Linked DNA regions of Mus musculus: all the other regions are linked to region 6. A link is a contact called in public Hi-C and promoter capture Hi-C data. All regions are on one chromosome and are shown on one strand. Each heading gives the region's core, a stretch centred on a gene start, on an enhancer-like site or on the middle of the called end of the contact. The rest is flanking DNA. Distances are from core to core; before and after follow the strand shown. Region 1 holds the start of Stau1 (staufen double-stranded RNA binding protein 1). Region 2 holds the start of Ttpal (tocopherol (alpha) transfer protein-like). Region 3 holds the start of Ada (adenosine deaminase). Region 4 holds the start of B4galt5 (UDP-Gal:betaGlcNAc beta 1,4-galactosyltransferase, polypeptide 5). Region 5 holds the start of Rims4 (regulating synaptic membrane exocytosis 4). Region 6 holds the start of Trp53rka (transformation related protein 53 regulating kinase A). Region 7 holds the start of Znfx1 (zinc finger, NFX1-type containing 1).

Region 1 (3,893 bases), core at 1,246-3,745, 1.5 Mb before region 6:
GCTCTCACATGTAGCCCTGGCTGAGCCTCAAACTTGCTCTGTAGACCAGGATGGCTTTGAACTCAGAGATCTGCCCTCCTCTGCCTCTCTTGTGCTGGGATTAAAGGTGTGTGCTGCCATACCAGACTGGGTTTGTTTGTTTTTTTTTTTAGATTTATTTATTTATTTATTTATTATATGTAAGTACTGTAGCTGACTTCAGACACACCAGAAGAGGGCATCAGATCTCATTATGGGTGGTTGTGAGCCACCATGTGGTTGCTGGGATTTGAACTTTGGACCTTCGGAAGAGCAGTCGGGTGCTCTTACCCACTGAGCCATCTCACCAGCCCAGGGTTTGTTTTTATGTAAAGAATACCTTGGACATTAGTTAGGCATAGTGGTACACACCTGTAATCCGAGCTATTGAGAGACTGTGAGGCAGGAGGATCATCTAGAACAGCGGTTCTTAACCTGTGGGTCTCAGTCCCTTTGGGGCCAAACAACCCTTTCACAGGGGTGGGATATCAGATATTTACATCATGGTTCACAACAGTAGCAAAATTACAGTTGTGAAGTAACAACACAAATAATTTTATGGTTGGGGTCACCACAGCATGAGGAACTGTGTTAAAGCACCACTGTGTTAGGAAGGCTGAGAACCACTGCTCCAGAGGCAGAGGCCAGCTTGGGCAGCATAGCAAAACTTTGTGCAAACAAACCAAAATTAAAGAATACAATCTATGCTGGGGGGATGGTGGCACGCACCTTTAGTCCTAGCACTCCGGAGGCAGAGGCAGGAGGATCTCTGTGAGTTTGAAGCCAGTGTGGTATACAGAGGGAGTTCCAGGAGAGCCAGGGCTACACAGTGAAACTGGGGTGGGAGAGTTCATTAATTTAAGCTGGCCGTGTGGTGGTGGCACACACCTTTAATTCCAGCACCCAGGAGGCAGAGGTATTCTGATCTCTCCAAATTTGAGGCCAGCCAGAGCTAAATAGTAAGACCCCATTTCAAACAAAACAAAACCCAAAAAACAAAAAACAAACAAACAAAAAAAACCCCAAACCCACCAAAATTGATTATTTTGTGCGTAAATACGCACATTTTACCCGGTGGGCATCTTCACTGCCCTAACTGCCTATGTGTTGCTTACTTAGCGGAGTTGGCTGGGAACTGGAAGGAACGGCTGGTTCTGGAACTCAGTGTCACTGGGTTTTACAAAAAGCAAACTAAGAAGACTTAATTCAGATAAAGGCGCCCCCCAGTGTCTCTGCAAGTCAGAGGAGGGTCTTTTTAGCTACAGCAGACGTCATCATGAATTCATGCAAAGTCAGCCACAGTGCCTTGGCAAGGAGACTGGGCTGTTAGGCATGCTATTTTTATTTATTTATTTGTTTGTTTGTTTGTGTTTCCAGACACCACCAACTGGCTAGGTTTTTTTTTTTTTCCCCTTTTGGGGTAGGGATGGAACCCGGAGTCTTGGGTATCTAGCTATGATGTTTACCTAGGTGCATCAACCACAGGCACCACTTAAAATAAGCCCAGAGGGGGGCTACAGAGATGGCTCAGCGGTTAAGAGCACTGACTGCTCTTCTAAAGGTCCTGAGTTCAATTCCCAGCAACCACATGGTGGCTCACAACCATCCATAATGAGATCTGATGCCCTCTTCACAATGTACTTACAAATAATAATAAATAAATCTTAAAAAAAAAAAAAGCCCAGAGGATGCCAGCGACTCAGCTCCCACAACCTCCGGTAAGGACCCCATCTAATTCTAAAGACCTGTCTCCCCCGCTACATAAAAGGGTTGCTACATAAAAGGGTTGCTATAGGGCTGGAGAGATAGGTGGCTAACAGTTAAGAACACTTGAAGAGGATCTACCTCACAACTGCCTGAAACTCCTACACCAGGCAGGCAACGCCAGCACTGGACTCCGTGGATGCCTGAACTCAAAACACCAAGGCAAGAAAACCCAAGCTATAAGACTAGTGAAGATGGAGCTGAGCGGTAGAAGTTTGCTTCAATCCCCAGGACTACACTAAACAAGCCCACACCAGCCTCTTGTCCACAGAACCACACTCAGTTTAGAGCTGCGGGAAAGGAACCAGACAGCACTTGTGCTTGTCTGTTTTCGGCTCAGACTTCATTTACTCTGACTTCCCCAGTAAACTCCATAAGGGCAGGGACTTGTGCATTCTCACTGTATTCTCAGCTTTCGGTCTTGCACGCAGCAGCAGGTTAACAAAAGTTAGCGTAGGGAAAAAGGGGTGACTGTAGGAAGGGAACAGAAAGCCTAGAAAAGAAAGGAAGCGAGGCCTGTATTCCCTGCCGAGACCGAGCTCCTGGGAAACTACAACTCCCAACATGCCTCGGACCCAGCGCAGCCGTGCCCGGCCCTTGTGGGCCTTGCGTGCCTAGAGAGCGCATGCGGGACGCGGCGCCCGCTGGGACTTGTGGTTCCTGCCGCGGTGTGTAGGGGGTGGGGCCGGCATGGAGGCGGGCGGGGGCCGGGGGCGGGCGCGGCCCCTCCCCCGTCACTTCCTGCCAGGCTGCGGGCCCCGAGCCGCTCTTCAGCGTTTGCGCTGGCTGTCGTCGCGTCTGTGTGCGCTCCCCCTTCTTCTGAGCCCCGGCCTGGCGGCGCCCGCCTTCGCCTCCGCCACTCCGCCTCTTCCCTCCTCTGGTCGGTCCCTTTTTCCTCGCCGTCTTCACTTGCTTCTTCACCTCCTCGCCGCCGCCCAAGACCGCCGGCCCCGGGACGAGCTCTGGGGAAGCAGCCAGGTAAGGCGGCCGGTCCGGGCCGGGTCGGAGCGGGTCGCGGAAGGACCCACGCAGGCACGGCGTCAGCGGGAGGTGGGCGGCGGGTGGGCTAGGCCTTGCGGGCGCGCGAGCCGCGGCCCAGGCCCGTCTCCGCCTGCGGGGCCTTCCCGGAGGAGGCGGGCCCTCCGCGCCGCTCGTGGGCCCTGTGCCGGAGTTAACGCGGGGGGCGCGGGCGGGCAGGGGCAGCGTCGGTCCGGAGGCCCCCCGGGTTTCGGTGCTATGCACAGTGTCGCGGCCAGTGCCGAGCCGCGGGATGAGGTGCCAATTCCCGGCTCGGCCCCCTTCGTCAGTCACTTCGTATTCTTTGTGTCTCTGTTATGAGGGGGAGAAGGAGGGGGAATAGTATTAATCCTGTCCCAACCCGGTCCCTGCCTCTTCAGGCTGTGAAGTTGTGCAGTGAAATGGGGCGTGTAAAGTGCTTATCAGTGTGCCAGACCCACGTCGTGTCCCAATAAGCCGTTTGCATAATTTATTAAGATGATATGAAGGTATAATTTAGGGTGCAGACGGAACATAAGTTGACCTTCCTTTCCACTAGGGTTTTCTCCGAGGCAGAAGAATCCCGCGTGCCCACTGGCAGTGCCTGAGCATTGTGCTCGCTTGGCACCAGAGAGGGGCGGGCGCTTAATGGGGACACTGTAGCAGACAGGGTATGGATGTAAAGCCATCATCATGTCTGTGAAACCAGCTGTAGGGACTTCACCGGCTCCCCTAGGCTCCGCACCCTGTCCCATGTCTCCCTGCCACCATCCAGAACCTTATTGCCATTCCTTTTTATGAGAAAGTTGCTGGCATAAGCTTCTCTTGGGTTTAGCAGACCTTTTTGGAGCCTTCTTGTGTGTCAGGCTCTGGAGGTGGAGTATGCAAAGATTCGAAAACCGTGGTTTCCTGGTTCGCATCTGTAGCTCTTAACTTTCTTTAGCTGAGGCCCTCCCTAGTTATCAGTTTCTCTTAAGCTCTGGCCTCACCTCCCTACTTATGGGCGAAGCTTTTATTTTGTTCCGTTTTGCGTTTTGCCCATTGTATTGTATGCCTTTTTTAAGGTCACTGTTTTCAATTGCTTGTAGCTGTAATAATTCTGTTTGCTTGCTTGC
Region 2 (4,189 bases), core at 995-3,494, 1.9 Mb after region 6:
GTGAAAGTAGATGAATTCAGAGGCCTACTGGCGGGTAGTGGTCAGGACGCTGTAGGCCAGTGAGAACCTCAAATTTTTGTGCTGAGAGAGGAAAGGCAGAGCTGGTTTGACATGATCCGATTTCTACTCAAAAGGACCACTCGGTTGTCTCATGTATGCATGAGGGGTGTGGAATGGCGGGCCCACCTGAAGCCCCAGCCTGGCTGAGTTCAAACCATAGAAATGAACTTTCCAAAATCTACAAAACCCCTGTAAAAGTGGAGAGAACCGACTCAAGGCTGACCTCTGAGCTCCAGGTGTGTACCATGCCATGAGCACCTACACATCGCAGAAAGTACCAGTGAGAAGTAACTTTCATCTTAAACATGTACCGCAGGGAAGTGATGACCTAGAGCCGAGGTTCTCACCCTACCACTGTGACCCTTTAATACAGCTCATGTTGCGGTTACCCCAGCCATCAAAGTGTTTCGATTGCTACTTCATCATTTTGCTAGTTATGAATCACAATGTCAGCATCTGTATTTTCCAATGCTCTTTGTGAATCGCGACCCACAGGTTGGGAACCACTGGTGTAGAAAGTTCACCAATCCAGGTGAGAGGGGACAGTGTATGTGAACTGACTCCTGACTGTCTGAGCTGCTTGGGTGTGAGCTCTGTGGACTAGCACATCTCCCATTCTTGACATGTGTGTAGGTAATCAGTGTGTGATAGTCAGGTCTTGTGCATTAACCTGAATGTAGCACCTAAAAAGCTATAAGACATATAGGTCCCACATCATAAATATTTTATTTTAATGTACTTTTACAGAGGTGTGCTGAGCAAGGGATGGGACAATCTTGATCTCACGGGATCTGCCCTGGGCTGTTTCCATGGCAACTTGTTTCCAACAGGTAGGTGCCTAGAATCCTAATTCATTGCCTGAGATTGACCGCGGTGCCACAGACTATAGAACTAGCCCCAAAGGCCCTCTCCTTTCTCTCCTCCATTTACCAGGGAGGACAAACTAATAATCCACATTCTTAGACTATCTCACACATCTGACACTCTCTGCATGAAGGCTTCTCTCCATGTTAGCTGCCAAGGCCCAACTGCGATGGGATCTAGTCTGTAAATCCCCGCTCCATCCCCCCCCCCCCCCGCCCCCTTCCTCAGGGTGAGTTCCTCCAGGTTTCTACAGCCCTGGGTTCCTATTCGTCTTTAGAAACTTTTACTTAGTGTCACAGGTGTCTACAAGGAACTCTTCTGGGTCAGTTCCCACCCAGTCATTTATCAAAGAATTACTGATGGCCTCCTGTACCTGTCAGGCACTGTGCTGACAGATGCTAGGGACACAGCAGAAAACAATAACGCCTTGCCTCGTGCGGTTTACATCATGGACTGATGCAAAGAGGTCCTACAGGCTGAGGGTTCTGCTTTGAATCAAGCTCCCCATTGTACATCTGTTTCTTTATTTCTTCCTGGGCATTTGTTGCTGGAGATAAACCCCAGGGCCTTGCACATGCAAGGCACCACTCTCCCACTGAACTACACTGTCGGCTCCACATTTCATCTTCACAATAACTGAGCGTGCTGATTATCGTCAGTTGCCACTTTACAAAGGAGGGAACTGACCTCCTACAATGTGAATCATCACTACAGGCCAGAGAACTTGCCTGTGGAGTCACCACAAGACCCAGTGCCGGCTCGCGACAGCACTCCGTCAACATCAGGGGAAGTACGGCAAGCCCTGTCCAGTGAGGCAGAGCGAAGAAGGGTCAAGCCCCACCCTGGTCTCATCATCTCTATCTTCCACCTGCAGCTTCCTGCTGTATCCCCAAGGGCTCAGCAGTGGCTGTCAGCCTCGACAACGACGTGATGGACAGGAAATAAAGCCTGACACCCTCCCCACCTGGAGCCATCTCTCTCTCCGGGGCATCCCCTCTCGTCCACAACAACAGGAGGCAGGAAGCCATCTCTCTCGGAGCCCCAGAGACCTGCGAGCCGCTGACAGCGTCCCAAGGCCCCTACTTCCGGTCTTCGCCCCCTCCCCAGGTGTCCCCATTTCCTGGGGTCTCCCGCCCCTCTGGCCCACTTCCGGCGATCTCGCCCTCTCCGGTCCCTATCTCTGGCCCCTCGGCGCACACCCGGGCTCGTGGGCACTCACCAGCCCGGCGGCGGGCGGAGCGCGGGTCACGGCGGCAGGAGCCTCGGCTGGCAGCGCGCGCAGAACAGACCCGCACTCCCCGGCCGGCCGGCCCGGCCCTCGCGCCGGAAGTGACGCTCGAGCCGCGTGTAGGCGGCGCCCATCCGGGAATGCGCATGAGTGAACTTTGTAGTGCTGACTTGGGGCTTGACACCACCTGGTGGCCCCGGCTGTGCAGCTGAGTTGGGTTTCGGGTGGGGAAACTGAGGCCTCGGGGAGGGAAGCTGGAACACACTGCCATATGCCTAGTGTTCTACATCATTTTCTCATTAAATTGTCTTTTTATTTATTTATTTTCATTTTATATATATATATATATTTTTTTTTTTCAATCCCCCTGCCTGCTGTGACCTCTAGAGAAGCGGCAAATCAATGCAGAAACCAGCTTCAGACCTAGACCTCAGGCTTATCATTTGCAGAACTACTCTGTCCTCAGCTGATGTCTGGACTGGCTGCCTGTGTCAGTATGCCATCAGCTGAGCCGCTTTGGCCAAGTGCACTAGCCTCTTCGCCTCTATTTCTTCGTGAATAACGATTCTTGCCCTGGACCCCGACTCAGAAACTACTTGTTTCCTGCTCTGGGGCTCACAATGTTGTCTCGAGACAGCAGTAGTTTGAAAAGGAGTTTATTAACTCCACATCTGACCCATTTACTAGCCTCACCACACATACCCATGGTTTGTGCAACTGTAATTTCGAGGCAAATCTCTTTTAGGTAGAATAAGGACAACAGACCATTTCTAGAGAGAAATTTCGTCGGTCTAAGAAAATGTCATATTCAAAGGGATAACCTTAAGTCCCTCATCCTTTCCCTACCTTATGAATAAGTGGAGTCCTAGAGTGGTGGGAAGTGACCTTCAAGGACATAAGGACACAATGGATTTTGCCAGATGTCAAACTAAATATGTGAGAGGGGTTCGAGGTACCCTGGGAATTCTGAGTTATGTTTATCTGTTTTGTTTGTTTTTAATAGAGGGTGCCTTTGTAGACCAGCTGGCCCCCAACTCATGACTCTTGCGCCTTGTCTTCTGAGACAGTGAGTGTGTGCCGCCACCCCAGGTTACAAGTCATGAGACTTGCAGTCCTCCCTTCTCTCCAGTCACCAGCTTCTAGGCTGCCAAATAAAATATAGAACTCTCAGTTAAATTTGAATTTCAGATAAACAAAGGTCTATTTTTAAGACTAGGTTCCTTATGTAACATTTGGGACACATACTTTAGAAATGTTTGTTTCTCAGAAACTCACATTTAAATAGGTGTCCTGTCCCCCGTCCGCGCCCCCCCCCCGCCCAAATCTAAGTGTTAGTTTCCTGTTCCATTTATAACAAATTACTACATAGTGACTTCAAATAACACAAATGTATTTTGTTGCTTTGCTAAAGACACCGGGGAGCTGGGAAGGCTGCTGTCTCTCTGGGTACTGGTTCTCTTTTCCAACTTGCAGAAGCTACTGAGCTACTGGTATTATTTGGTCCATGGTCTTCCCCACATCACTCCGACATCTTGCTTCTGTTGTCACAACGGCAACTGACTGAGTCCTGAATACCCCCTCTGTGTTCTCTCTCCCTCTCTCTCTTTCTCTCTCTCTTTCTCTCTCTCTTTGTGTGTGTGTGTGAGTGAGAGAGAGAGAGAGAGAGAGAGAGAGAGAGAACTTGATGTAATCTAGGCTGACTTCAAGTCCACAATCCTTCTGTGTCACATTTGGAAGTCCTGGAATCATAAGTGTGAATGCTCATGTCTCTTACAAAAGTCATGTTCAAATATTTGAGAAATTTGGGCATCGTGATGCACGCCTTTAACCTCAGCTGCGTTTGAGGTCAGCTGGCCAGTCAGGACCATGAGTAAGACCCTGTTTCAAAGATTTGTTTTTGAGACACTTACTCAGGTTGGTCTTGAACTTTCAGTTCTCCCACTTCAGCCTCTTGAGTAGAAAAGATCAGGAGACACGTCACCTCCAGCTTCCTGCCTCTCACTTATAAGAATGTTTACAGTTACATTGGGCCCATTA
Region 3 (4,082 bases), core at 599-3,098, 1.7 Mb after region 6:
GGACCAGGAAGTTATTTGCAAAGAATGAGTTGGATGGACTTTGGAGAAAGATTTGACACAGCCCAGGCCCAGCTATAGAGTCAGAATCAAATTCAAGTGCCACCCTCCCTTGCAGTGCACTAATCTTCCAGGAGCCCAGTGGCCTGTGCCCTCTTGGGGCCTCGGCGACTTCATTTGTAGACTGATAACAGTTTCTGCTTCACAGGGTGTAGACAGATTGAATGGAATGATGTTTTCAAAGTGCTTCCAGGACAAGGGCTAGGGAGGGTGTGTCCACATGTGATGGTGTATGGTCATGTATCTGAAGTAACAAAGAAACCTCCCACTAAGCTACAATGTGTTGGAAATGTTTCTCTTTTTTTGCAACAGAATCTCAAAAATCTCAATAATAGCTCAGCATCTTCTTGTCTCAGCTTGGTGAATACTAAGATTACAGGCACAAGTATTCCCATCCCTGTCTTAGAAGTACCATTTTGATCCACCCTCTCTCTCACTCCCACAAACAACTGAATCCCAAATCTGTATTCTGCTGCTTTCAAGTAGCAGGGATCTGAGTCCATCCTCTTGCCCAGAGTCGCCACGGTCTCACACCTGGATCTTTCCTGGTGTACCACGCTTTCTCCAGCTCCTTTCATGTTGTCCCCTCATGTAAGGACACCCGGGCATCCCCACCTCAAGGTGCGCACAAGTTACTTAAGGAACTTGCTACAATATAGCCCTGCATCCCGCCCCCAAAATCCCACCAAACCTAGAGTATGGTTCTAAACAGCTCACCTGTGAAGTCTCCCTGGCTAAATTTCTAGACTTGGAACAGCTGGAGTTTTCCAAACAGAAGTGTGATGCTGTCCTGAAACCACTGACAAACTTTCAGTGACATCTCTCTGAGCTTCCACCTCGCCTGCTGGCCTCAGCTCCCCTCTCCCCTTCCCATCCCCTCCTCTTTATTTGTAAGTTTGTTTAGTTTCAGATGAGAATTGCATCTCACCTAGTTCTGGGATACCACCATTAAATGGATGTTTCCATGTGCCCTAGGCTTCCCACAGAGTCAGCATGGCCCACCCCAGGGATGGCAGGACTGAGATTTAAGAGTGTTTCCCTTGCTTCCCATTTCTCCTCCCTGATGCATATGTTGTTATTTATATGTTCTAGAAGTTGACCATAGTATGAAGTTTTCTGCAGCGTATTTTTTTTTCTGCCCCCCTTTCACTACTGTGTCTGAGCACATGTGCTGTGCTTTGTAGCTGAAACTGGCTTTATTGCTGCAGAAACCAGTCCACTGTATTTACCCACAGCACTGATGTGAGCATTCTAAATACATCTCGATACGTGGGCATATTTCTCCAGCGTAACTGCCCCAGGAGAGATGAACTGTGTGTTCCTGTCCACCCCCTGTCTCCAGCCACCCTGGAGACTTAGTTCTCAGGAGTCTCTCTCACACACAACAGTGTTCTCTGCATCCCACCCGCCCTCACCTGGTGAACTCCGGCAGTCGCCGCTAAATCTCCCTAATTACACACTTCTTCTGCCTTGTGATTCTGCAACAAGTGGGTCTATCCCTCAAAATCCAGCCCCATAAGGCTTCAGGACTGTGTGGCTCCAGCTTCAGCCTGCACAAAGTAGGCGCCCAAGCAACACTGGAAGCCTCGGTACTGAAGGGGCCCGGAAGGGGCAGGTGAGGACATTGGAGTCGCGTCTGCAGGGGGCTCACCTGGGAGCTTCCTAGGGTGTAGCCAGCAGGGAAGGTCTGGGGTTCAGAATTCCGGGAAATGCGCGCCAGAGTTGCAGGCGGGGGGGGGGGGGGGGGGGCGGGGCCGTGGCTCCGGAAGGCGGGGTCTCTCTGTGGGCGTAGCGTGGGCGGGGCTGTGCCGGGGCAGCCCGGTAAAAAAGAGCGTGGCGGGCCGCGGTCTCTGAGAGCCATCGGGAAGCGACCCTGCCAGCGAGCCAACGCAGACCCAGAGAGCTTCGGCGGAGAGAACCGGGAACACGCTCGGAACCATGGCCCAGACACCCGCATTCAACAAACCCAAAGTAAGCACCGAGGGGCTCCGTTGCCAGGGTTCTGTCCCGGGCTGTCCCGGGGCTTAGCGGGGCCCAGCCTTTGGCGCCTTTAACCTAGAAGCATGGAGTGGCAGGGGGACTCCCGCAGGCATCTCCCCTCGACCCAGGCCTTAGCTTGCTTCCGGGATGTCGAGCGAGAGACGATGTGGCAGGGAGTGTCCAGAACCTGGGGGTGTCTCTGGTCGGCCTTCGGGTTCGGCTGCTGTCTATGCGAACCTGGGAGTGCCTCCAGTCGGCCTTCGGGTTCGGCTGCTGCCTATGCCCTGTGCCCTGGAGGTCTCAGCCTCGCTGTCTGCCAATGGGCATCCAGTGCGGCGGGGCTGCACAGCTGTGTGGGACTGGGCTAGGACCTGGGTGTCTGAGCCCCAGTAGAATGGGGCCCAGGGTCTCTAGCTGTTAAATGTTCAGTGTATGGCTTTATACTTAAGTGTTATGATTACTTTGTGGGCAACAGGTAACCTAGGTTTGTGGGTGCGCCCGTGGGAAAATCTATGATCCAAACCAGAAAAGGAAGGGATAGAGGCTTCAGGGTGCCAGGAGGAACCCCTACACATACTGACCGTTTGGCCATATGGGTTTATTTGGGATGAAGTTTTAGCCCTTGACCCCAGAGGAGAACCCTTTATCTGTCTTTCTGCAAGCTGTGGCTTCTTGGAAACAGGGAGACTCCAGGTCCCCAAGGCCAGATTTGCAGCCCTTACAGATTCTGTCTAGTCAGCCAGGCAAATTGAACTGGTCAGCAGAGTGTGGGACTGAGAACTCAGGGGGAGGGATCAGAGACAGTCACCCTTAGACTTACCCCTCCAAGAAACAGATGCTGAGTGGGGGGCGGGGTGGCAGACGTATGAATCCCGTGTGCATGTTGTGTCATATATGCGTGCATGGAGGGAGCGGGAGGGAAGATGGGCAGTGGGCCTGTATTCCATGCACTTACCATAGGGAACACACTCTGCCCCTCTAGCTAGAGGCTAGAAGGGCAGGGCAAGTCTTCCTACCCAACCAATGCCTGCTGCACATCTTGTCTGGTGGCTCCTGACCACAGTTGGTGCTCTTAGACATCAAAGGGTGAGTTTTCTTTTGATGGTCTGAATTCTCCCTACCCTTGGTCAGGGGAACCATCTCTCCTGATGGAAACCTAAGAGAGTGACTAAAGGTGAGCGACAGGTTACACTTCTGTGGCACCTACCCTTTTGTAACAGCTCTTGGGGGATGGGGGGAGTGCCAATATATCATGAGCCCTGGTATTGTCATCTGACCCATGCTGGGATGTCATTCCTTCCCTCGGGGCTCTTAGACTCCACACCTGGAGAAAAGGACTGTTAGCATTGGTGTCTGGATGTTGGAAGGTGACGTCAGCAGGAAGGTAGCATGCTGGGCTGCTACCTCTGAGGTGGGACAGGTCTCGTGTCATGGTGAGGAAGAAATGCTGCTATGGCTGGCAGAGTGGGAAGGAGCCACTGTGGTCAGCGCCTGGCCAGCCTGCGTAACTGATGCTACCAGGGGCCCAGCATACTGTAACTGCACACAACTAGTGCCCTGACTTGGTGAGGTAGCTGATGCTGTCTCCATGGATAGATGGGGAAGCAGGCACAGAGCTTAATTAGGATGTAGCCAAGCTGGGAGAGAAGCCCACATTGAGGGTCAGCTTCAGAATCCCATTCCCTAAGCCAGGCAGCATAGTACAGAGCCGGAATTCCTATTATTTGGAAGACTGAGACAGGAGGATTTTTGAGTTCCAGGCCTGAACTATATAGCAAGACCTTTGTTTTGGATGAAAGAACAAAACCTAAGAAGCAGAAATTCTATGTCCCCATCTTTCATGGGTGATCTCTGCAAACGCTTTAGGGATAAGAGGATATCTACCTGAGCCTTTGCTGGGTTCTTTGGTTTCTCATGCCTACACCAGTTGGGACTGGGGCTTGGACAACTTCAAGGTGAGCAGATGAAATGGGCCAGCGTTTGTTTTTGTTTCTTCTATGTGGTATGTGTGAGCTAAGGCACTGTGTAGGGACAGGCTTGAGTGT
Region 4 (3,958 bases), core at 570-3,069, 1.9 Mb before region 6:
CCTTACCAGGATCAGATGTTTCATCCTGAAAAGACCCATCTCATCACCTTCTCAACCCACCTTTCTATGCTCTTTTTATTTTAACATTTTAAAAATAATATTTATTTTACTTATCTTGTATACGTTTGTGTGCAAGCGTGGAAGTCAGCCGAATGTGTCACCTGACTGGTTCCCTCTTGAATTCCGTTGGATGCCTTCCCTCTGAGGAATCCTGCCCCGAGCTGCTCACTTCCTTTCCTGTGGAGCCTGCTCTGGGACTTTAGGACTAGCCAGCCATCTCTGTTTCCTCTGGTGTTAGTGGGTGCTCTGCATCCCCTCTGTTGATCTTTTAGGTACTGGGCACTGAGCTCTGAGCACATACATAGCAAAACATGAAACAGAATCTCTGTCCTTGTAGAGCACTGGTTTGAGAAACCAAAAGGAACACATACCAAAACATGGCTTTGGAGGTGATGGGAAAGTCGAGGCTTGGAAGTGCACATGACAGTGCAGAATGAGAAATGGGGTTAGTGGTCAAGCCCCGGTGGCAGGCCACTTTTGATTTGAGCCCTTACTTCACAACTTAGACGACTTGCTTCTCTTTCCAGAAGCTTCAGTTTTCTCATCGGTGCAATGGGGCCAAAGTGGGGGTAGGGGAGCCACGATCTCAGGACTTAGAGAGAGGCTGTTACTGGCTAAGAAGCCCTGTTTCTCGGTGTCTTAACATTGACAGTTGTCACCACTGTTCTGTCCTGTAGGATGTGACCTTGTTTGGATCTCTTCTTCTTTCCTGGGATTTTATCCTTGGATTCATTGAAGGCGGATCAAGCCCCTTCTTCCTTCCTTCCGGCTTTTGCATTTGTAGTTCCCCTTAGTGGGACCACTCTTTCTCCACCTGGCACTTTCACATTCTTTTGTGTTCATGCCACCCAGGAAGGAGAGGCTTCCCCCTCAATCTCAGACTAGAGTAGAATGCATCCGAAACATCTTCATGTCTAATTGTTTTCATATCTCTTATCATCATCATCTGTTATATTGATTTTTTTCTTATTCGCATTAATACAGGTTCCCAGAGGAATCTTTGCTCCGTGGAGCATCCCCGGCCCCAGGACCCGTAACTGCCACTTTATCATAAATGGTGTCTGGAATGAATGGATGAGTGAGGGCGAACACGAATGCCCCGGCCTCTGCATCCTTGCTCTGCTGCAGCGGCGGGCTACCTGGCTATTCACACATTGTCCACCACCCCTCGATCCCCGCGTGGGGAGCTCGCACGGGAACCAAGTCGTACTAGCGAGCCGCTTCCTGCCAGCATGGGCGGCGGCCGCTCGAGGATCTTGCGGCTAGAGTGCTCGCGCGTGAACCCCGCCCCGCCCCGCCCCGCCCCCACATCCAGGCCCCGCCCCACAGATGCGCTCCCCGGACTGTAGGCCCTGCCCATTCCCGCCCCCTTGCCTCAGGCCACGCCCTTCTCTCCTCCCCGTCAGGCCTCAGGCTCAGGCTCCCGCAAAATGCTTGTTATGCTCCCGGCCCCGCCCTTATCCCCCTCCCCATCAGACTTCAAGCCCGGTCCCCGCCGGTGTTCTCAGGCTCGCGGAGGCACCCTTAACATCAGGCCCCGCCCTCGTCCGGCCCCCAGTTTAGGCCCCGCCCTTACTCGGTCCCCATCAGGCCTGCCTCAGGTCTGGTACCTCCATCTGCTCCTCAGACTGCGGCCCTTGCCCTCGCCCCGCCCTCAGCATCAGACCCCGCCCCTCACCCCGCCCTCCTAACAGGCCCCGCCCCGCCCGCCTCGCCCCCGCCGCTGAGCTCCTCTGGTCGTCGGCCCCCTCCCGCCTCATGTGGCCCGGCCCGCGGCGGCCGGCGGCTGAAAGCGGCGAGGCGGCGGCGCGCGAAGCCCGGAAGGCGGCGGCCGAGGCCCAGGCGGCGGACCGGAGCGGCGGGAGCGGGGCCCGGGTTGGCCCTCGAGCGGCCGCCGGCTCAGCATGCGCGCCCGCCGGGGGCTGCTGCGGCTGCCGCGCCGCTCGCTGCTCGCCGCGCTCTTCTTCTTCTCGCTGTCGTCCTCGCTGCTCTACTTCGTCTATGTGGCGCCCGGCATAGGTAGGAAGGCGACCCTGCGGCCACCCCACGCCTCTTCCCGCTGCGGCCCGCGCCGCCGCCCCGGCCGACCCCGCGCTCCGTGACTCGCCGTTTCCTGCCGCGCCACCCCGCAGCCCGCCCGCACACGCGGCCTCCTCCCTGACGCAGCCGCCCGCGCCCTCCGCGGCCGCGCGTTGGCTGCCCAGACCCGGCGGGGCTGCGGGCTGCGCGCCCCTTTCCCCTCCCCCCCCTCCTCCCTGGAGCCCGCCGCTCGCCCGCCGCTCATAGCGGACCCGACCTGCTCTGGGGACCGATGGGAAGTTTGAATTGGCCATGGAGGAGGTGCTGTGACAGGGGCCTTGAAGAAGCGGTGCCAGGTGGAAGGGAGGGGGGGGTCGCCCAGAGAAGAAACGGAATGGGTAGCAGTTCTCCAAGGTCCGCCCTTTAGAGGGGGAGACCGCCTGGAGAGAAAACGAGCCCTTCCCGGAACAGACTGGACGCTGATGAGAAGGCAAAGGCAGCGAGAGGGTTAAAGGCAGAGGACACTGAGGTCAGATGTCCTGTATGACCTTGGGCCCTCAGCTTCTCTTCTCTGTAAAATGGGGACACGAATCCCAGCCTTTAAAGGACAGAGGGCCATAAATGCCCTTTAAGCTTTTCTCCCTATAGCGGACGCCCAACGTCTTCGAAATAAATACATACATAATAAATAAATATTCGCTGTTACAGGTAGTTTGGGGGACAGAAGGAAAGAGTTTTAAGGAATGCGACTTGCCTCCCTTAGTGTGGTCTTGGAGTGCTAGTGAAAACTTCAGCCCTTGGTGAAAAATGAGAAGATGCTGTTGGGGGTGGGGCCGAGGGCGAGAATTCTGGATGGTTGGGATGGGTGCCGCTTAGGGGAAGTGCCTTTGAGATCGGAGTAGTAAATGCTGGTGTTCCCTGTTGACCTGGCAACTCTGAACTGGCAGAGAAATTTCCAGAGAAAGAGGGAGAGAGGGAGAGAGTCTCTCCCCTGATTATTTTTTTTTTTAAAGCTTGTTTCACTTGATGTTTAAAGTTGGTGTTTCATGCTGTCAGCCTGACCTGGGAAGATGGAAAAGCTAACTTGAGACTGTCCTCACTGATTTGGTGAGTGGCATTCCACCAGGGATGTATAATTATTGTGGCTTGTTAGGCTTGCTAAGTAGAAGGGCAGGAATTCTGGCTGAACAAGAATAGATAACTAATTAGTGAAATTAATTGAGAAGAGAGCTCATTAGCGAATAGGATATTAGATTCTCACAAAATGAGAGTGAAGTGATAGGTTTAAACCTGCAGGCATCTTCCAGCCAGACCCTCTATTTTTCTTCCTTTTGTGAAAGTGACAGGTGTTTCTGGTCTGGGTCTGTGTATCTCCTGTATCTCCATGGTGATCAGCCTTTTTCGATGAGAAAGAATAGAAGCCAGACTCTTCAACAGAAATGAAACTTACTTCAGATTTCTCTGTGGTAGGTCAGTGAAGCTCCTGTGTACGCCACCACCGCCACCACCAAGCTTAGAATCCCAAACCCTGTGTCACTGCAAGACTCAACTCTCTTGAGATTTCATTAGTGACTTTAGAAGTGTTTGAGAGAACAGATCCATTGCTATTCAAAGTCTGTTGGCAAAGAATAGGACCAGCAGTGCTGGGATGTGGCTGGGTGGTAGAGTGGTACCTAGCATTGTGCAAGGTTCTGGGTTTGATTCCTGACACAAACCAGAAAAGGGGGTGGAGGGGAGTGGTAAAGAGGAGACATCTTATAGTTCACATCCCTTCACTTACAGTTAACTATTTGACTGTTTCATTTATCCTGCCTTTAAAAAAGACATGTATTTTATGTGTGTGTCTGTTGTGTATGCATGTGTATCTGTGTGCCACATG
Region 5 (4,049 bases), core at 606-3,105, 1.6 Mb after region 6:
GTGAGGTTCTGGGGTGTCTACGAGCAGAACATTCTCATACTTCTATTGCTCTCAAGGTCAGAGTTGGCTTCCTGGAAAGGGGAAGAGGCTCGAGTAGCACCCCCTTTGTGTCAGGTACTCAGCGAGGGGACAGAATTGGTCCAAGGACCTAGTCTACCCTTACATAATTCCCTTTGACTGTGTGGAACTAGGGAAAGACATCACCGCCGTGATCAAGTTACAAGACGACATAAAGGATAAAGGAGGGGGTACCCTTTGGGGGACAACCCAGCAGGGAGTTAGAGAGAGGGGAGGATGAGAAAGGCCTGTCAGTCCTGTGGTAGCGTTGAAGATGGAGAGCCCATGTGTACGGGCCCAGGACCATTTGCAGATGTTGAGATGCCAGCACACACGGACTTCAGTCCTACATTTGCAAGGAACTGAATCTTGCTGGCACCTGAATCATCATGGAATCCGACTCTTCTCCAAAGCCGGCAGTGACAAGCCACCCCTCGCTAATACTTTGTAACATTCTAAGCAGAGAACCCAGCTCAGCTGCACAGACTTACAATCTAGACAGATTGCACACTAATAAAGGTCTGTTGCTTTTAAGCCTCTTGGTTGGCTATGAATGAACAGAAAATAAATACTCACAACCATCCAAAACAGAGGGTTCCTGCTGTCATCGCTCCGATGAAGAAGTAGGTTAGTGAGATGGAGGGGCTCCCTCTAGGTCCCTCGGAAAGGAGGGACTGAGCAGTCCTTTCCTGAGGCCATTTCAGAGGGCTGCTTCACGGGAGGGGGAGAGCAATTAGAAAGGATTGCTGCTTCTGCTGGTAGAGTGGACCTCTGGTCATTCAGGTTTGGAGGGCAGAGGAGGTTTGCAATTGAGTGTATCTCTTTATACCCAGGCTCTGATAATCTGTCCCTATGGGTGTGAATCGGGGGACCATGGGCATCAGGATGTGTCTGAGAGTGTGTGCCAGTGTAAGCCTGCAGCAATGTCTCAGGATCTTGAGTCTGAGGGTGTCTGTGCACCAGAATGAATCCATCCCTGTGAGTGACTCAGTCTGTACGGCTGTGTCTATAGGTATGAGTGTTCTGAGGGTGACTGTCCCAGTTTTGGGGACAGATCACTACAGGAGGAGGGGTGCTAATGTTCCCTCTCTGTGAGAGACTCCCAGGATATGTCTGCAAGCAAGTGTGGGTGCACGAAAAGGTGTGTGTCTGTCCAAACTTCTGTGGGGTTTGTGGGGTCTGAGGGTCTCCAATATGTGGGAGGACATGTCCTGCCCGCCTGTTGCTCCCTGTGACTCTGCAGGTCTCTGTGTACCCTCTGAAGTTGCCAGTGGGTATATCTGCTCCTATGTCAGAAAGAGTCACTGTGTGTCTATAGAGTGTCTGTCTGTTCAGGTATCCGTGAAGGTGTTTGTCCAGGTGTCCCTCTGTCCCCGAGTGTGAGGGAGTCCGAGATCTCTCTTGCCGAGCGAATACATCCTTGTGGGTGCTTGTGGGTGAATGCAGGTTTCTTGGATTTCTTGGACTGTGTCCCTCTGGGAGCCTCAGGGTATCTGGGTGAGGCCTGCATGAATCGGGGTTACTGGACACCTGCCTCTGGAGTGAGTCTGAGGACTCACAGTCACGGGTCAGAGCGGGCACCGGAGGTTCAGCCGCAGCAGCCGGGCGCAGACAGCCTTGCGGCGGGCTCGTGCACCTGCCCGGTTGGCAGCGGCGGCAGCGGTGGCGGCGCAGCCCGCACCCTCGCGGCTCCCAAGCCCCGCCCGCGGCGCCCCCTCCCCCGGGCCTCGGCGATTGGCTGCGGAGCTCGGCTGCGGCCCGCCCCGCGCGGCAAGCAGGCTGGGGACGCCGCGGGCCAGAGCGCGCTGCGCCGCCGCCGCCACCACCACCACCACCGCCACCACCGCCGCCACCGCCACTGCCTCCGCCACCGCCGCCGCCACCGCCGCGAGCACCTCGCGTCTCGGGCTCCACGCGCCGCCAGTGTCCGGCCCTCTGCGCCCGGCCACCAGCCCCGCCGCCTGCCCGCGGAGCCCCGGGCCGCCGCCACCACGCCGCGCGCCGTACTCCGCGTCAAGAATGGGGCGGCCAAGCTGCCCAAGCCGCCCGCCGCCGCCGCGGCCGAGGCTCCTGGCGCGGGCGCGGGCATGGAGCGCTCGCAGAGCCGCCTCAGCCTGTCCGCCTCCTTCGAGGCGCTCGCCATCTACTTCCCGTGCATGAACTCCTTCGATGATGAGGACGCAGGTGAGCGCGCTGCGGTCCACCCACCCCGGGGGGTTGTCTCCCGGTCCAGAAGCCAGGGACCCTCGGGGACCCGGAGCGCCCGAGAGAGGCGGCCACTGTCTCCGCTGCACTCTCGGTCCCACTCGGATAGATACCCAGGGGCCCCTCCCACTCCCTCAAGACCCCAGGAGTCTAGGAGGAGCTCTGGTCCTGTCCCCCCTCCTGCGCCCCAGGGACCCCTTGAGCATCTGCACTCGTCCTTCTTGCGCAAGTGGGCCCTTGGGTCGCCTGGACCCAAGTCTCCCTATTTATATGCACCTGCAGGATTCCCCCGCGACCCCCTCCCTGACTTGTTTCTCAACAGGATTTGCCACTACCCAAGTCTGGTATATGCCCCCTAGTCAGATTTCGGGTTTTAGGCCGCTTCACCCCTGGTCTTCCGACGTACCCCTGGTCGTTGGAAGCGGCGCATAGACCTGACCTCTCCGAGGTCTTTGTCTTAGCTGCATCCAGAGGCTCCCTGCCCAAGACCCCCTTGTTCAAAGGCCAAAGCCTTGAGTGTCCCGATTTGTTTCTCCATTCCCTTCCCCCACAGGCTGGGGCTCCAGACTCTTGTCAGATTCTGGGGAGCCGCACATAACTGGTCCGGGGTCTGCTGGTCTTTCCTCCCCAAGGAGGTGCAAGGCAGTGTAAGTGCTAACTACAGCAGTGCTACCCTTCAGTGTGTGCCCCTGACTTCAGGTGTTCTTGTCCCTGGAGTGGCCTTTCTGGGTGGGCTGAACCCAGCTGTGGACCTGCAACTCGAACCTGCTTCTAGGCCTGGACACACACACACACACACACACACACACACCACAAAAAAACTGGTAGCCACAGTCCAGGGGTAGAGAGGAAACCAGCTCGTGGATACTGGGACCAGGCAGAGGGTACAGAGAGCAGTGAGTTTGGTTTGGGGTAAAGAAGAAAATCCAACAACAGGTGGGGGTACCTAGAAGGTTTGGGTGAGAGTTCCCCCAAAGAGTGCCAAGATTGGGAGTTAGAGTCCGATTCCAGTCTTTATTCCCTCCGAATAAGCTGTGACCTTGGGCAAATCATGCCAACCTGAGCCTCAGTTTCTTCATCAGGAAGTGCAGATAACACTGCCTCTGATGCTGTGTGGTGGGAGGGTGGAATGAAATGGTTTTTGAACTGATAATTTGGGAATATTTGAAGTCAATGAAGAAGTGGCGGGCGGGAAAGAGGAGTGTGTGTGTGTGTGTGTGTGTGTGTGTGTGTGTTGTGTGTGTGTAGGAACAAGTGGGTTCAATACTGATTAAAATACAGATTAACTCTTAAGAGGAAAAAAAATCATGTATGCACTACCCCAAAATGTTACAGTTTAGGGAATTCAAGAGTTCAGGTTTCTACTCCCTGCCTGCTGGCATTTTCTGTCTTGGTTCTGTTATGGGATGGAGTGGTGGGTGATGGGCTGTCACTTACAGGAAGACAGATAGGAAGAAGAAAGTCCCCCAGAGCCAGGCGGTGAGGGAATGGTAACAGTCAGGGCCAGCACCTGACGGAATTTTTCTCCTGACCTGGAGGTAGGAGTTGGGAGTTAAGATGGTTGTTACCCATGCAGCCTATGGTTTCACCATCTCACAGACCAAATACCTGAGGCTCGGGAGCTCAGCTTCCCAGTCATAGAGCTGAGGAGTTATCCATATTCTAAGCAAGACCAGGTGAGGTGGAATCGGGGCGGGGTCCCTGATGCAGTGGCCTCTACTGCAGCCAACTCAGAGAGAGGAGATCAGGCTGGCTGTAGGGATGGGAGCTAGGGTAGGGGGAGTCTT
Region 6 (4,174 bases), core at 283-2,782:
TTGCAGTCTCCTGTCTGAGCATCTGAGCACTGCACAGCCTCTGAGTGTTGGGATCACACATATGCACCATCCCTAAGACACTCTAGGCCAGTACCCACCTCTTTGGTGCTGAGGGAGAGATGGAAGCAATACAATCCCTGCCTTGTGAGTAGCTACACAGCAGGAGGGTGGGGGGCTCTGTGTGATGGGAACCACTCTAGCAGGGTAAAGTGTGTTGGGGGGTGGGTGGGTCATCAATCAAGCAGTTGAACGGCCAAAACCAAAGGGAATCTGAAACAGGTCTGGAAAGTAGAAAACCAGGGCTGATAACAGTTGAACTCACTCTCCTCATAGAGGCTAGGAAGGGCTTGTCTGGGGAAGTGACCCTGCAGTGGAGAATAACCTGCAGCTCTAGGTGATATGGAGCTGGACAAACATTTCCCTGCAGAGGAAATAGCAGGTGCAAAGGCTCTGTGCCGAGGGAGCATCATGGAGGATGGGTGGGGATTCTGGAGAGGGGAGGGTTTATAAGGGATGCAGGAGTCCATGGGCCCAGTTAAGGTTTAGGTCTTTCTTCTTAGCACAGTAGGGAGACACTGAAAGGTTTGAAGCCGCTTTAAAGAGCTAAACTCAGCCTGACTTAGCAAGCCTGGCTTTGGTCAGCACCTTTGCACAGTTAGATTTCTAAGGCAAGGGTTCAGATGGGTTTGGTTACCATAGAGACGGCTGGGTGGACACAAACAATTATGATAATGAAGCTACAGACTTGAGCACTGGGGGATATAAACGAACCGGGTTCTGGGTGCGCTTTGCTGGAAAACACATTTTGCCCACACAAAGGGTCTGATTATGAAAAGGGACCTGCCATGAATATGAACGAAACCCAGGGACCACAGAGCCAAGATGCTGGTGCCATAGCAACCCGGGACTCAAGGGCTTCTCTTCTGTATTTTCAACAGAGCCCCAAGGAGCGTGGGGCAGGGACAAGGGGGTCAAAGGCCATGTGAAGAGAGCCCTGTCCACCGGCACCGCGTAATCAGCCTCTTAATTCTGATAAGCCCTCACCCTAGCAGAACCAGGCAGCCTCATTCTGTAGTTGAAGATACCGGATCTGAGAGGGATGGTGCTGGCTGCTGACAGGCTGGTGCCAGGCATCAGGTGGCGTCTCCGGATAGAAAGCTTCGCCTAGTCCCTGCCTCCTTCCCGGCTTAGAGCATGTTTCCATAGACTGAAGTGGGACACGAGTTCAAAGCTAATCTGAGCTACACCGTGAGACTCTGTCTCAAAAAAAAAAAAAAAAAAAAAAAGGTCCCAAAGCCGGAGCATCACCGTGATGAAGAGTGAGAAGCTGTTGGCCTAAAGTTGCTGAGCGCTCACGAAGACAGACAGGGAAGGGCCAAGTCTACAGGTCCTAGAGGCTCCGCTGAGCGCGGAAAGGTCGCGAGGCGGAACCAAACTAGCAGGGTGAAGTGTGTTGTGTGGGGCGGTGTTAATGGCGGAAGAGGCCGGAGGATTTCCGAAGCGAGCGGAAGCGGCGCGGTCAGGGTCGGAAGGAGTCGGAGGCATGGCTGGCACGTCCTCGGAGGCGGAGGCCGAGGCGCTGGCCGCTGCGCGCGAGCGGAGCCGCCTCTTCCTGAGCGGCCTAGAGCTGGTGCAGCAGGGCGCCGAGGCGCGCGTCTTCCGTGGCCGCTTCCAGGGCCGCGCGGCCGTGGTGAAGCACCGCTTCCCGAAGAGCTACCGGCACCCGGAGCTGGAGGCGCGGCTCGGCCGGCGGCGGACAGTGCAGGAGGCGCGCGCGCTGCTCCGCTGCCGCCGTGCGGGTGAGGGGGGCCGGACGGGGCTCCGGGAGACGGGACAGACAGGGCTGCGGGAGACCAGTGGGACGTGAGAGACGGGGCTCCGATTTCTAGGGGACAGGATCAGATGGCAATGCTTAAGGACTCAAGGCGACAGTCAGGACGCCATTCTGTTTGGTTCGCGGGGCTTGTTTAGCGCTCGGGTCCCTCCGTTTCTCATTTCTCTGTTTCTGCTTACCGTCCTTCCCTCTCCATTTGGTGGTCTTAAGCAGTAGGTGTCCTGACAGGCGGGTGGCAGGAGCCGGGCTCTGTGGATTCACATTCTCCCTGCATTGTCTCCCTCGTAGCCATTCAGCGAGTCGTCTAGCCCAGTTACCTTGTATGTCACCGGAATCTCAGGGATATTGTGGTCATTAAAGAAGGCATATGCATCACATGTTCTTATGCTGACATAGTTCAGTAAATGTTTGATTTCATTAAATTGTTATTCTTTTCTTTAAAAAACATCCACACCCCCACAAAACAACAACAACAACAACAACATTACTCCAGAGAAAATGAGACTCAAAGAGGGGAAGTGCCTGAGGTTCCACAGCTACCAGGCAGCCTGTCTGTGGCCCAGAACCACCGAGCCTTTGCTATTTTTCTCTTTAATGGTTTTTAGGTGCCCACTGCCAGGACATTGATAGGTGCCAGGAGCCAGGGGAAATGCAGAAGTGAACAGGCCTGTGCTTTTCTGCCCTAGAGGGGCAATGGAGTTATAAAGAAGTGTTCATATATTCTCCTTTACCTTTTGTAAGTTTTATCAGACATGGGTGGGGGCTACCTTGGTACCCCAGTTTCTAGGAAACTGTTCTGAACTTGGTTGACATTCAGGAGAGACTCCTGGTGTTAACTGGAGGTTTTGTTACCACTTTACAGTTGTGGAGACTGAGGCATAGAGTAGCTAAGGGAACCTTGAGGTTTCACGCCTAATAAGGGATCTGAACCTGCCTGTTCCAGAGCACAGATGAGCCTGTAAGGTGACACCCTGCTTAGCCACTTGCCTGGTGACTGTCAGGTAGAAACTGCCCAGACTGCAGGATGCTTTCCTTCTGGCTTCTTGTTTTGTTTGTTTTTAGGGAGCAGCAATGAATTCCAGTCCTCAGGTGGCTTGAGAAAGGAGGAGCAAGCCTTGATACTTCCAGACTTACCCTGGCCTGGTCTCAGGCCGTAGTCCTGCAGGGCTTTAACAGGGCAAGCTCTGGATAAATTGTATCATTTTCCACAGTAGTCTAAACCCTGTTCCAAAGCTGTCTGCCTGTGCATGAAGCTGGCCTTCATGAAGATGCGTTCCCTAACCACGTGTGTCCATTGCAGGGATAGCTGCCCCAGTCGTCTTCTTTGTGGACTATGCGTCTAACTGCTTATATATGGAAGAAATCGAAGACTCGGTGACTGTTCGGGATTATATCCAATCCACTATGGAGACTGAAAAGGACCCCCAGTGCCTCTTGGACCTGGCCAGGAGGATGGGGCAGGTTCTGGCCGGAATGCACGACCAAGACCTCATTCACGGGGACCTCACCACCTCCAACATGCTCCTGAGGCGGCCCCTGGCGCAGCTGCACATCGTGCTCATCGACTTTGGGCTGAGCTTTGTCTCAGGACTGCCGGAAGATAAAGGCGTCGACCTCTATGTCCTGGAGAAGGCCTTCCTCAGCACGCACCCCCACACCGAGACCGTGTTTGAAGCCTTTCTGAAGAGTTACGGGGCCTCGACCCAGAAGTCCAGTCCAGTGCTGAAGAAGTTAGATGAGGTGCGCCTGAGAGGGCGAAAGCGGTCCATGGTCGGGTAGTGGAGCTGTGGTGAACTGGCTCACGGTGAAGGATGATGTAGACGAGGCTGGACCCCTCAGCAAAGCATGGGTTGTTAAGTGGTCTGTGATCGTGCTGGGCCACCACCATCCATGGCTCACTGTTCTCAGGGGCTTCATGTACATGAGGTTTATTCTAGGCAGAGCTGGGTGGGTAGCCTGGGCTGGCTTCAAACTATGTAGTTGAGGATAACATTGAACTTCTGGTGTTCCTGTATCCGTTGGAGTATCGATGTGTGCTGTCACATCTGGTTTCTTTGGTGCCTTGGGCTTGCTAGTCAAGCACTCTACCAACTGAGCTGCATCCCAGCCCTAGACCTGGCTGTTCCAGATCACCAAGCTTTCCCAGACAGTGGCTGTGGAGCTCATGCAGAGCAGGCAGCCTTGAGCTGAGACACCCTGGAAGGACAAGGCAGGGACTCAGTTTGGGATGCAGTTTTTTGTCTGCCTTTTACTCTGGTCGGGTATTTGTTATATGTATGAAGACTGTGCTCGAGGCTAGTTCAGTGGATGTAAACTCCACTTTGAGAAAGCAGAACAGGC
Region 7 (4,034 bases), core at 294-2,793, 1.6 Mb before region 6:
ATCTCGTTAAGGATGGTTGTGAGCCACCATGTGGTTGCTGGGATTTGAACTCTGGACCTTCGGAAGAGCAGTCGGGTGCTCTTACCCACTGAGCCATCTCTCCAGCCCGGGCCTACTTTTTTTAAGAGTAAGATTTATTCATATATTTTATGCACGAGTACACCACCATTGTTCTCTTCAGAGACACCATAAGAGGGCACCAGACCCCATTATAGATGGTTGTGAGCCACCATGTGGTTGCTAGAAATTTAACTCAGGACCCCTCGAAAGAGCCATCAGTGCTCTTAACTGCTAAGCCATTTCTCGGGCCTACTTGATTTAGGGCATATTCACATTTTTATCTGAGTGGGTCAGGGTGGATATCAGAATACAGTAATGGAGGATAGCCATTGTCACATCTTGAAAAGCACTAGCCTGCAAATACTTTAGCAGACATGTTTCATTGCCTTTCTAAATACCACGCATATACAAAAGAAATCTCAACCCGGCTCAGACACTGCACCCACAAACTGCTGAATGCTCCCATATCAACAGCCAAGAAAATGTGTTACAGACTAATCTCAATGGGACCATTTTCTTAATCAGTCCTTTTCTCAGGCAGTTCTACCAGGACACTTTAAATAACAACAGGGCTCTGCATCTCCTGTGTCAGTATGTACAGATACACAATTAAAAGACTTTAGTATACTTTGATAATAAGGCTCAATCCTCGGGGCTTTTAAAACAACGAACCTCAGCAGTAACTCTTGCATCAAATTCCCTATCACTGCCCACTTAAAGGCTCTTCAAAGCACGTGATTGCCACTTTAGGCCACTAGACGAATGCATACCTTAAGACTTTCAGATGGTAGGTGAGTTCTCATCTCCCTCGATGCCCTTCTCTCCCTCCAACCTCCATGCTGTCCTGCTTGGTCAGGTCAACCTACAAAACAAAAGCGTCCATCACCACCTATATCCTCGACCAGGAACAAAGAAGACCAGGGTCCTCGAAGGCTGGTGTTTATCAGGACAAACTGGCAAATGTTTTAAAACATCAGCACTGTCGATATGACGGGGAAAAAAGTGAGTTCATCATTTACACCAGCAAAAAGCTTCCCAGGCCAAAGCAGAAGGCGTCTTTTCCACTTGAATCACGTCTTCGAAGGTCAACCTGGGGATCGCGCTCCATAAGCAACACTTGGAGACTAGGAGCGGTTACAGCGACTAAACTTGATAAGAGGTTAACAAAAAAAAAACTTGTGCTGTGTGGACTCAACTCACCATCTGCAAGTTAACCCCGGAGGGACGAGACATATCGGGAACAAAGCAAACGCTCTAGGAGCCGCCGGAACGAAAGGACGAGAGCGGCGGCGAACCTTCCTTATATAGACCTTGGCGGCGCGTGCGCCTGCGCACTGTGCCCATGGCGCGTCGCTTCCGGGCGCGACCGCTTGGCGTCCTGGGAAATGTAGTCCCCGAGCCGCCCGGCCCCAGCTAGCTAATGGTTGTCCAGCCAGTGTCTAGCCCCTCCCCGTGCTCACTGGGCCTCCGGGGCTTCTCGGCTTCCGCGCCATGTCGCGCTTGGCACGCACGAGCCGCCCGCCGCGTCCCCCTGGCTCCGGGGCCAGCCGAGACCTGCGGCCGCCCGGGGCGCAGTCAACCCGCCCCCCGCCGCGCCCTCCCCTCCGCCGCGCCCGCGGGGAGCCGCCAGTCCAGCCGCCGCCGCTACCGCGGGCGCTGAGGCGACGCCGCCCTTCCGCCCGCCCCGAGGGCGGGGGCGCAGGCGAGCCCGGCCTCTCGCTGGAGCCCGCGGCACCGCCTCCTCGTCCTGCGCGGCCTCCTCTTCCTCCGGGCCGCCCACTAGGCTACTCGCCCCGCCCAGGGGCTGCAGGGACTGGAAACCGAAAGTTCGCGGTGCCGGGCGGGGCCGCGACCTGCCAGGGCCGGGGCTGAGCTCTAGCCCTGCGGAGGACGCGCCCGAGCCGGTGAGTGGCCTCCGCCCTATCACGCACCTGCTTCTGCGGCGCTGCGACCGCCGGCGTCCCGCTCTGCCTCCGGCCGGGTGTCAGGTTAGCCTTGGAGTCCCTATCTGCCCCACTCAGCGCCCCCACCACCCCCGGAGTCCCTGTCCCCTTCCCTCAGTTCTCCTATAGTCCCCAGAGTCCATGTCCCCTTCCCTTAGTTTTCCTATAGCCTCCAGAGTCCCTGTCCCTTTCCCTCAGTTTCCCTATACCCCCGGAGTCCCTGTCCCCTTCCCTCAATTATCCTGTAGCCTCCGGAGTCCCTGTCCTCTTCCCTCAATTATCCTGTAGCCTCCGGAGTCCCTGTTCTCTTTCTCTCAGCCCCCCCTATAGTCCCCGAAGTCCCTGTCTGCTTCTTCAGTTTCCCTATAGCCCCCAGAGTCCCTGCCCCTTTCTCTTAGTTTCCCTATAGCCCCCAGAGTCCCTCAGTTCCCCTATCATCTCCGGAGTATTTGGAATCTCCCATCACCCCTAGGATCTTTTTCCACTCCTTACCACCCCCAGAGTCCTGTCCTCCCACCTCCACCGTCACCCTCCATCGTTCCCTGAGTTAAGTCTACCTGGTTATCAGCAGCCCCATTTCCCAGTCCCTGTTTCCTCTCCTCAGCAGCCCCATCACCCCTAAATCCCTGTTCCCTTCCATTAGCCTCACCATCACTCCCCAGAGTCCCTGTCTCCTCTCCTTAGCAGCCCCCATCACCTCCAGAGTCGGTGTCTCCTCCCTCAGTACCCAGCGTATCCTGAGCCGCGGGCACTGCCATTACCTGCTTCGACTCTCTTCAGTTCATCTGTCACCACCCTGATCACACCCCACCTCTAGTGCCCCTTCATCTCAGCACCCAGTCATCCCCTGTGCGTAGTTGTCCTGCCTCTGCTCCCGGTCCCTGGAGCCCCACTCTCTCCATTTCTCACCTATTGCTATACCCACTTGTTCCACAACCACCCTGGGCTCCCCATCCCTAGGCCCTGCCCTACCTCTGAGTCCCCCCCAGATCTCTCCTGCTTTCTGTAACCTTACAGTGTTTCTCTGAGGGATGTATGGTGTGGCGACTTCTCTCGGGACTTGAAATTTACCTAGCTACAACCCAGCTGCCACCTCTTGCTCCATCCTCTTTCATCTTACCCTGTAATTAGAAGTCTCTAAATGTTATCCCTGCAACAGCTTAACCATTGCTGATCTGGTGCCCTCCCTGCCTTGCTTGCCCTCCCTGCCTTACTTGCCCTCCCCGCCTGCTCCTGCCACTCTTCCCTCGCCTTCTCTAGCACTTATTTGCTTCTGTTTTCTTTTACACTGCTGCTGCATTCTATTTTAGTATTTTTTTTTCAAAATGAGGAAGAAGGGATTTTCCTCAGAAAATTTTTCTTAAAACAAACACTAACCATTGAGCCTGCATCATAAGAACAGGGTTTGGTAAGATGAGGAGAAAAGTCACCACAGAAAATATTCCCTGTGGGAAGAAAAGGGACTCTTTTTTTTTTTTTTTCTGATAAGAATAAAAGCCACCTCTCATACAATGCCAAATCTATTCACAGTTTCCAACTATGAATATTTTAAAACTGTGAGGACAGTCTCAAAAATCCTTTAGCTGAGAACTGAGTCACCACCACCCTGCCCCCCTGCATCCACAGGCTATGCCTGAGTTATATTGAGAAGTTCCCTGAAGGGGCTTCCTCTTCACCCAGCATCAGAAATCCTCAAGACAGAAGCAAGGCAAGAATTGCTAGCTGGTTGAGAGGAAAGAAGGCTAAGAGCTCACTTGCTGTCTAGCAGGAGGGAGCAGGGAACCTGTCCACTGCTGTGTCCTAAGAATGCCTGGCCAGGTCCTGAGCCCTTGGGTGTGTGTTTGTTGAAGCAGGGTCTCATAGAGTCCATGTTGGCCTCAGGCTCAGTGGAAGCTGTCTTTGAATTTCTTCTGATCTTCCTGCTTCTGCTTCCCCGCTCTTAACTTGCCGACCCTCCTGCCTCCAGCTCCCAGGAGCTGAGCTGAGCTGCCAGCATGCACCCTGCAGCTAGCTGGCACATGGTTTTGGATT

The links. Promoter capture Hi-C pulls out the DNA fragments that hold promoters and counts their contacts. Hi-C and Micro-C count contacts between places; a contact is called where the count stands out from the background.
Region 1: a contact with region 6 is called in a promoter capture Hi-C map of pre-B cells, with 2.5 times the contacts expected there. The contact joins the promoter of Stau1 here to the promoter of Trp53rka in region 6. A contact is called at or near these places in 3 of 39 promoter capture datasets (cranial neural crest, liver and pre-B cells).
Region 2: a Hi-C map of B cells shows a contact between it and region 6, with 6 read pairs. The contact joins the promoter of Ttpal here to the promoter of Trp53rka in region 6. A contact is called at or near these places in 1 of 39 promoter capture datasets (liver) and 1 of 484 Hi-C or Micro-C datasets (B cells).
Region 3: a promoter capture Hi-C map of liver shows a contact between it and region 6, with 5 times the contacts expected there. The contact joins the promoter of Ada here to the promoter of Trp53rka in region 6.
Region 4: a promoter capture Hi-C map of pre-B cells shows a contact between it and region 6, with 3 times the contacts expected there. The contact joins the promoter of B4galt5 here to the promoter of Trp53rka in region 6. A contact is called at or near these places in 2 of 39 promoter capture datasets (liver and pre-B cells).
Region 5: a promoter capture Hi-C map of liver shows a contact between it and region 6, with 3 times the contacts expected there. The contact joins the promoter of Rims4 here to the promoter of Trp53rka in region 6. A contact is called at or near these places in 4 of 39 promoter capture datasets (liver, pre-B cells and stem cell-derived epiblast-like cells).
Region 7: a promoter capture Hi-C map of pre-B cells shows a contact between it and region 6, with 3 times the contacts expected there. The contact joins the promoter of Znfx1 here to the promoter of Trp53rka in region 6. A contact is called at or near these places in 3 of 39 promoter capture datasets (frontonasal cranial neural crest, liver and pre-B cells) and 1 of 115 datasets of contacts at active chromatin or transcription factors (pancreatic cancer cells).

What each region holds. Positions count from the first base shown.
Region 1 is chr2:166,994,901-166,998,793 of GRCm38.p6, reverse strand. Stau1 (staufen double-stranded RNA binding protein 1) reads left to right here and starts at 2,495. Exons shown (of 12, transcript NM_001109906.2): 1 at 2,495-2,760.
Region 2 is chr2:163,600,369-163,604,557 of GRCm38.p6, reverse strand. Ttpal (tocopherol (alpha) transfer protein-like) reads right to left here and starts at 2,244. Exons shown (of 5, transcript NM_181734.3): 1 at 2,144-2,244.
Region 3 is chr2:163,748,005-163,752,086 of GRCm38.p6, reverse strand. It overlaps Ada (adenosine deaminase), which reads left to right and starts at 1,848. Exons shown (of 12, transcript NM_007398.4): 1 at 1,848-2,028. The coding sequence starts at 1,996.
Region 4 is chr2:167,347,039-167,350,996 of GRCm38.p6, reverse strand. B4galt5 (UDP-Gal:betaGlcNAc beta 1,4-galactosyltransferase, polypeptide 5) reads left to right here and starts at 1,819. Exons shown (of 9, transcript NM_019835.2): 1 at 1,819-2,079. The coding sequence starts at 1,965.
Region 5 is chr2:163,916,779-163,920,827 of GRCm38.p6, reverse strand. Rims4 (regulating synaptic membrane exocytosis 4) reads left to right here and starts at 1,855. Exons shown (of 6, transcript NM_183023.2): 1 at 1,855-2,241. The coding sequence starts at 2,145. Gm35886 (a long non-coding RNA gene) reads right to left here and starts at 1,761. Exons shown (of 3, transcript XR_375201.3): 1 at 634-1,761.
Region 6 is chr2:165,490,672-165,494,845 of GRCm38.p6, reverse strand. It overlaps Trp53rka (transformation related protein 53 regulating kinase A), which reads left to right and starts at 1,532. Exons shown (of 2, transcript NM_001007581.1): 1 at 1,532-1,799; 2 at 3,135-4,174. The coding sequence starts at 1,544. The coding sequence ends at 3,613.
Region 7 is chr2:167,060,524-167,064,557 of GRCm38.p6, reverse strand. It overlaps Znfx1 (zinc finger, NFX1-type containing 1), which reads left to right and starts at 1,543. Exons shown (of 14, transcript NM_001033196.2): 1 at 1,543-2,048. It overlaps Zfas1 (zinc finger, NFX1-type containing 1, antisense RNA 1), which reads right to left and starts at 1,624. Exons shown (of 5, transcript NR_138563.1): 1 at 1,261-1,624; 2 at 831-922. It overlaps LOC115486178 (a small nucleolar RNA gene), which reads right to left and starts at 1,085; the gene lies at 993-1,085.